Regions from separate parts of the Zea mays genome. Here region 1 is linked to region 2. Evidence: chromatin contacts called from public Hi-C data. All regions are on one chromosome and are shown on one strand. The core of a region is the stretch at or near the end of the contact, and the rest is flanking DNA. Distances in the headings are between cores, read along the strand shown. Region 1 holds the start of LOC606448. Region 2 holds the start of LOC103635321 (mucin-19).

Region 1 (3,872 bases), core at 96-2,595, 300 kb after region 2:
GCAAGAATCCAGGGGCTGGATTGCAACCGGCGACGCAACTGACCTCCCTCCAGAGTCCAGACCGACCGACGCCGACCGGCGACGGCGACCGCCCGCGATTTGTTTACTCGTCTCGCTCACCTCCGCCTCCGCGAGGAGCTCCTTTTTCTCTATCCAACCATACCCTCACCAACTCCCCCTGTCTCGGTTTGCGTGGAGAGAGAAAGGGAGGGAGCGAGAAGTCAAGCCGGAGCCGGGAACAGCTCAACACCACGGGCCGCGGTTTCTGAAAAGGAGAGGCGTGGTGGGAAGGGGAGGGGGAGCGGGAGGGGGGCGAGCCAGCCAGAGAGCCGTACGCGAAGCAAGCAGCCCCCTGCATCTAGATCAGGCGTTCTGCTCGCACCGCCGCCGCCGCCGCCGCCGCCGCCGCTTCCTTCTCTCACCGACGCTAATTGGAGATCACGTCTGGGCCTGGCTGCTCGTCTTCCGTCCTGGGTAAGGAAGCCTTTGCTTGCTTGGACGGGTTGCTGGTTCGCTTGCTTTGTCCTGCACAAGAAGAATCCGATCCGTCCAGCTAGCTTGCGGATTCCCGTCCTGGGCGTCTGCGCGGTGGAGTGGATTGATGGTAGCAGTAAATTTGCGGGGTTCAGTTGATCCCCCCATGGCTGTTAGTTAGGCCCGCCTCAGAAATGTCTGGTTTCCTTGGTGATCTTCTAAGTTCTTAGAGTCTGTACCTTTAGGCTTTAGCTTTGGATCTTGCTCTCCTTCAATTTGGATCGCTGCTCCGGGAGAATGTTTCAGTTTAGCCTGCTCTATGGGTTAGCGTGAGCATGTATTGATTGATCTTGAGCTGAGCTGACGCACGCCTCGCATCACGTTGTTTTGCAGGTACAATTCGATTGATGACCTCATCAGGGAAGAATGTTTTGCAGTCTTACATGAGTTAAAGGGATAGAAAGTGCAACAACCGTGGAATAAAGGACTCGTGCTTTTGAGTAATTCAGGAGGAGTACATGCATCACGAAGCCTTGATTCTGGAATGGTGTCCAGTCGAAGGAACAGTGGGATTATCCTACGGGAAGGGTCGGTTAGGGACTGGTCCGAGTTCAACAATCCCTCGCCGTCCCCAAAACTGCTGTACTCACAGTCCTATGTCGCAATGAGGGGGTTGCTGGCCTCAGTGATCTCCTTGGACTTTTTCCTGCTGTCGAGCAAGCTAAAATCTGTGTGCGCGGCTATGACTTCCCAGAGGCATGGCCGATCACAGGAGAGGTCAAAATCAAAGGGGTTGACCTGCAGGAGAGTTGCAGTCCATCTGCTGTTCTTTTTCATGGTTGGCATTTTCATTGGGTTCATGCCTTTGTTCTCTGTCGATGTTTACAAGAAAATAGTATCCGAAAACGAGAGGCTTCCGTTCCATGATGGTGTGATTGAGGCGGAAATGATGGGCACCAAAGTTAAGGAGTTGGAGACAGTTGTAGTAGAGAAAGAGGTCGAACTGATTGACGAGCCTCAGGTTCAAGAGAGCCCTCCAGTTCCTGCAATGTTGGATGATGAGGCAGATTTTGCTGAATCTTCACCTGCATTACCTGCTATTGAAGAATCTGACATTCCTGTGAAGAAGCTGCTGATAATCGTGACGATCACTTCTGTTCGGCCACAACAGGCATATTACTTGAATCGGCTAGCCCATGTTTTGAAAGCTGTACAGGCACCTCTTTTATGGTTGGTGGTGGAATGGCCTGAACAGTCCTATGAAACAGCAGAAATTCTGAGGTCTTCTGGGGTTATGTACAGGCATCTTATATGTAGAAAGAATACCACGAGTGTACGAAAGATTGCTGTATGTCAAAGGAATAATGCAATCTATCATGTCAAAAGGCATCACCTTGATGGTATAATGCATTTTGCTGATGAAGAGCGGTCATACTCAGCTGATGTATTTGAAGAAATGCAGAAGATCAGGTCAGAGCTCTCTACCACATTTTTTTGCCTGTACTGATATATCTGTAATGAACTTATTGTCTACAAATTGTTTTGATGATTCATAATAAACAGTTAAATGTAGTTTTATATTGACATATAAGATTGTAAGCATCACATAGCCTTGATTAGTTTAATTGGAATGATGGAGCTAGAGAACCACAGTGCTCCCTCAAACTGCTAACCAGAAGTTTCAGGTCAAAACTCAAGATCTGCTAGCCATATTTCGGTAGAACTAAACGAGACAATCTGGCTTCCCTTCTCATGAGACGTGCTATGTTTTTCAGGCGCTTTGGCTCATGGCCTGTAGCAATCCATGTTGGAACGAAGTATAGGGCAGTTTTGGAAGGCCCTATTTGCAAAGGAAACCGAGTCATGGGATGGCACACAGTCCAGACGGTTCAGAAGAAGAGTTCGACTCGTCGATTCCCAATTGGCTTCTCTGCATTTGCTTTCAACAGCACAATGTTGTGGGACCCTCAAAGATGGAACCGCCCACCTATGGATTCTGTTATGGTCCACTCAGGTGGAAGAGGTGGTTTGCAGGTGAGTTTGTTTGGATATTTGAACTGTAATGGTAGGGAGGCTGCAGTAATTTTTCACATAGTTGATGGAACTCTTGTGTAAAGTCAGGACTCATCTATGTTGAAGGTTGGTCCTAGTTGCTACTTAGCGAAACTTCAGTTTACAGCTCTCCATTCTTATAAAAATGGCCAATGTCGTGGTGGAAGTGGAACAACATACCGTAGAATTTGGTTCTGCAATAAAATAATAGATTAACAATGGAGGCAAAATTAATAGATAAAAACCATAAGTGTGACATGTGTCGCCACAAATTGCAAGTATCGCCACCAATTGCAAATGCACCATGGCCATCTTTCCTGACATAGAACGAAGCAATGTGGTCTGACCTGACATATGTTTTTTTTGCAGGAATCACGATTTATAGAAAAGCTCGTTAAGAACGAGCGCCAGGTAGAGGGTCTTCCGGACAATTGCAGTCGGGTTATGGTCTGGAATTTCAACCTGGAACCTCCTCGAGTCAACTACCCCACAGGCTGGGCACTATATAAGAACCTAGAACCGGACATGCCTGTGACATAGTTTCCTGCCGCTGCCACTGTGCCTGCTTCTAGAGGTGATTTCTCCCAGCAAGGCAGAGAAGTTTGGAGCACACGTCTCCAGCGTATTGGTAGTTCTAAATTTCAACTCCCTGCTGTTACCAGGTGGTCCAGAACTCCACATAGGCTGCTCGTCCATGCCATCCTGAGCGAGTTGCGCCAAAGATTACATGGATACTGCACGCTGAGATCTTACTCCCTTCCCCCGCGCGCCTTTTAGTTTTGTGTATTCCTGTTATGCCCTTTATTTTGTGTTTCTCCTTATATTCACCAGCAGCTAGATACGCCGTGTAGACTTTCTTTTCATGTAGGCTCTTCTGTTCTTTTCATACTGTGTGTGTTACCTTACTACAGATGTATAAAGGCTCTCATACATTGCAGCTGTTTTTAAGAGGAAAGGCAAAAATACCTTCTTGATAGTTGATACGTGAAGAGATTCAAGCAAAACCGATCAGCTTTTCAGTCGTTTTGGCTTTCCATGAGTTGCTTTGCCACGAGGCAATGACCTTTGCGCGTCTGCGTCAGTGTACGTAGCTACGCTCGTGTTCTGTAACAGTGAGAGGTTTGGTTCTGTTTGTGTTTGAGATCTGATCTCTTGGTGGCATGTAAAAACACTCGCCGACACAAGTCAGGCGTACTGGACGGCGCAGCAGCTACTGTCCTACTGATCACGAAGGGGGTGACAAGGTGGGCTCATCCGCTCATCTCAGTCTGCCCTGCTTGCAAAGTTGGGTATCCGCCAGGCATCTCGCTCGGGCTTTGATTTTGTTGATGTGGGAGATGGCATTC
Region 2 (3,875 bases), core at 105-2,604:
ACCGCCAGCGCCGTAGATGGCGGCCAGGACGCCGATGGCGCACTCCCGGCCGCGGCCGGCCATGCCCTCCACCGCGCGCGCCAGCACCGGCGCGGCCAGGGCCTCCCTGCGCACCGCGGGGGCGCCGCCGGGGGCCGTGCACAGCAGCTCGAGCGCGGCCAGCGCCCGCTCGGCCGTGGCCCCCGCCGGCCCGGACGCCGCCACCGCCTCCACGGCAGCCGACGCCGCGCCGGCCTCCACCGCCGCCTCCCGGTTCCCCTCCTCCAGCAGCACGGCGAGCAGCGCCTTGGCGGCCAGCCGCGCCGGCGCCGTCAACGGCTCCCGCACCGCCGCGACCACCCCGGCCACCACCCCCGCCGGCACCGGCCTCGCCGCGGCCTCCATCTCCCGCTCCACCGCCCGCAGCGCCGCCACCACCTCCCCCGCCGCGAACTTCTCCTCCGCGCCCAGCAGCGCGTCCCCCCCGCTCGAGGACGCCGACGCCGGCGCCTGCGACTGCTGCGGGTGGTGCACCGGCAGCCTCCACTGCGTGAAGCTCTGCGACGCGGACGAGGACGACGAGGAGGAGGACGACGACGGCCCGACGTTCCGCTGCGCCCGCTGGTGGTGCGGCTGCCGCTGCGGAGGCGGTGGCGTGGACGACGCCGCCGCCGCAGCCTCCACCGTCACCGGCAACGCGGTCGACGCCTCGGCGCAGGGCGTGCCCGAGCCGCCGCCACCGCTCCCCGACACCACATTGTTGTTGGGCGTCGCCGTCGGGCTCAGCGCAGGGTGCGTGCAGGTGCTGAAGATGCCGCAGGAGAAGAGCGCACGCGGCGACGCCTTGAGCCTCGCCGCGCCTCCGCCCCCGGCCCCGGCTCCTCCTGTCTGCGCCGCGCGACTCATCTCAAGGTCGCCGCCACGCTGAGCTGATCCACCGACCCCGAGTGAATTGAATGCTCTGTGCCGCGGCTCTGATTGCCCGCGCGCGCAGCCGAGCGGATCCGCATGCGCAGTCAGCCACTCAAGCCCAGCTGCCGCCCTCCCTGTGGCTCGTTTAAGTAGGTAGCACAGCACGTGTACGGCGGCGGTGGCCTTTAACTGGCGCAGTAAAAAGAAGAACGCGGGAGCGACTGAGCGGCGAGCGACAGGAACAGTGCGACGAGCTTAAGCGGGAAACGTTTTACTGGGATCAAAAGGGAGGGGGACAAGCAAAGCGATGAGCAAGGCTGCCGCCGGGCTCAGGGTACCATATGGGGCAAGCATGCCCGTGGCATGTGCGGCACCGTCCTTGGGCAGCTGCCTGCGACTGCGATCGCTGCCTGCCTCATGAATCTTACAGCCAGATGGGGACGCCAGAGAGCAGAGGGAGTCGAGTCGAGTCGGAGTGGGTGGGTGGGTGGGTGCTCCTCTGTCCGGCGCCTCGTCCCGGACGCCCCCGCTGATAGCGATCCGTGCCTGCGCGGGTGTACGGCCGCACGATCCCGATCGCTCCGACCACCACTCATCCACCTCACATCCATCGCCCGCTGCATTATTGGTCTTGCACTGGGGTGATCGATCGGGTGCGGAGGAAGAAGAATCGTTTCGTTTGGTGGGAAGAACAGCATGTTAACAGCACGGAAGGGGATAGAAAGGAAGTAGAAGACAGCAACGTGGAGGAGGCGAAAGGAGTAGCGAGGAACACAAAGCTATTGTTCTCCTCTGATGGGGAATGGGAGGCATTTCTGATGGGGAAGAGGGGATAGAGGTTGAGCTAACACGTCAGAGGAAGATGAGCAGGCTCATGCAGCGCTTTACAGAACACTAGCGGGCGGTAAAATGGAAGCAACGTGACTAAGGTAGTGTTTGGTTACTAGGGACTAATTTTTAGTCCCTACATTTCATTACACTTTAGTTTATAAATTGCAAAATATGGAAACTATAACTCTATTTTAGTTTCCATATTTGACAATTTAGTGACTAAAGTGGAATAAATTGGAGGGACTAAAAATTAGTCTCTAAAACCAAACACCACATAAGTGTTGGGCGATTGCTTGGTTTTGATTTAATCCAAAAAATAAAGAATAACCATGACGACATGCTTAAACAAAAAAAACGAATCAGTATTATACAATATCTAAACATGCATAGGCACCATAACAATTACGATTAAGACCGACTTGCACTAACAAACTAAACAGTATGCTTAAGAAGAGATGGTTGTGTGTTTCTTTCTTGATGACGGTCCGGTAGACACTATCTGTTCTTGACGACGACGTGAAACACCCAAACAACAAGGAGAAAGAAAAAGCCATGATGACAGAGTTGACATGACTATTGGTAGACGAGACCATGCAGCAGCTGGTATTAATGCCCTCTACAAGCATGTGATAGCTGCAACTGCAACCGATACTGATGCTTGCGTCGGTATTGGTCCTGAAGCAGCCGGCCCTCGTTAGGGGTGAAAACGGGCAGGGTATTCGAAACGGGTATAGGATATGGGTACTGATTCGGGAATATTTTTTGGATACGGGTACGAGTATTTTTATATTCGGGACGGATACGTGTAATACCCGGATAGTATAGCTTCGGATTCGGGTCGGATACGGGTACCCGAAATTCGGGTACCGTTTTTTCTTTTTCTGTATAATAATATAGTTATAAAATCATAACTTTTACATATGAAATCGGATGAAGATAAAGTTTATATGAAAATTGTAGAGCTCGAAGAGATCTATAACTTTGTTGTACAACACATTTTTGTTTAAACATATTTTTAGGCCAAAATCTTTGAAATAATGTCTAAATTTATATCAAAATAATAGACTTTATCATTTTCTTGTGGGACTTAAGATTATCTCCATGTGGGAACTTAGGATTATCTTTTTATAAACTATTTATTAATATTGGTAACTTATTTCTAATTTACGGTCGAAGCTACAATATTTTTATGAATTTAATTGTATTTTGATGATTTTCTAAAATAAGAAATTAATAATACACCAAATAGCCTAAAAAATAATGAATTTTTACGGGGCCAACATATATCCACATATAGTTCTCAAAAACATTTGGATTATAAAATCCACAAGATGTTGGTGTTTATTCTATTCCACTCCCACTTATTGCGTGAGTTACACGTGAAATCATTTTATGTATCGAAGTTTCAACATAATTAATATTTCACTTATCATTTTTATGTGGCGACTTGATGTTTTATTTGAATAGAATGTTTATTTGTTTTGGTAAGCTTTTGTAATTTTGGGTCAAAACTAGTGTATTTATGAATTTTAATTATATTTTGATGATTTTATGTAGAAAGAAATTAATAATGTATAAATAGCCTCAGAAATCTATGAAATTATACGAAGGTACAACATATGGCCACATATAGTCATAAAAAATAATGGGGCCATAAAATCTACAGGATGTCAACGTTTCTTCTATTTTATTTCCACTTATTGCGTGAGTTACACGTGAAATCACTCTAAGTATCCAAGTTTCAATATAATCAATACTTCACTTTACCATTTTTATGTGGGAACTTGAGATTATCTTATATTAAATGTTTATTAGTATTAACTTACTTGCAATTTCGTGGCCGAACAAGAATATTTTATGATAACTAATTAATGTATTATTCGACAAGTATTTGATATCCGATCAAATAATATCTGTATCCGTCACTTATCCGTCCGGATAAATATCCGGTCTCTGTATCCGTATCCGTCCCGTTTCTAACTATCCGTATCTGATATCGGATCTGTTTTAAATACATTAGAGTAGAATATAGGATGAGCTATTATCCGTCTGTATCTGCCCGTTTTCACCCCTAGCCCTCATGTTCTGCCAGTCGTGCTCATCTTCTCGGACGGACGGATGTCCGAGTGTAGGAGGAACCGATGGAGACAAAA

The links. Hi-C and Micro-C count contacts between places; a contact is called where the count stands out from the background.
Region 1: a contact with region 2 is called in a Hi-C map of leaf, with 8 times the contacts expected there. The contact joins the promoter of LOC606448 here to the promoter of LOC103635321 in region 2. A contact is called at or near these places in 4 of 25 Hi-C or Micro-C datasets (ear, leaf, root tip and 1 more).

What each region holds. Positions count from the first base shown.
Region 1 is chr8:69,576,877-69,580,748 of Zm-B73-REFERENCE-NAM-5.0, forward strand. LOC606448 reads left to right here and starts at 1,346. Exons shown (of 4, transcript NM_001112316.1): 1 at 1,346-1,944; 2 at 2,250-2,508; 3 at 2,896-3,100; 4 at 3,189-3,502. The coding sequence starts at 1,385. The coding sequence ends at 3,066.
Region 2 is chr8:69,279,881-69,283,755 of Zm-B73-REFERENCE-NAM-5.0, forward strand. LOC103635321 (mucin-19) reads right to left here and starts at 1,355. Exons shown (of 1, transcript XM_008657804.3): 1 at 1-1,355. The coding sequence starts at 885.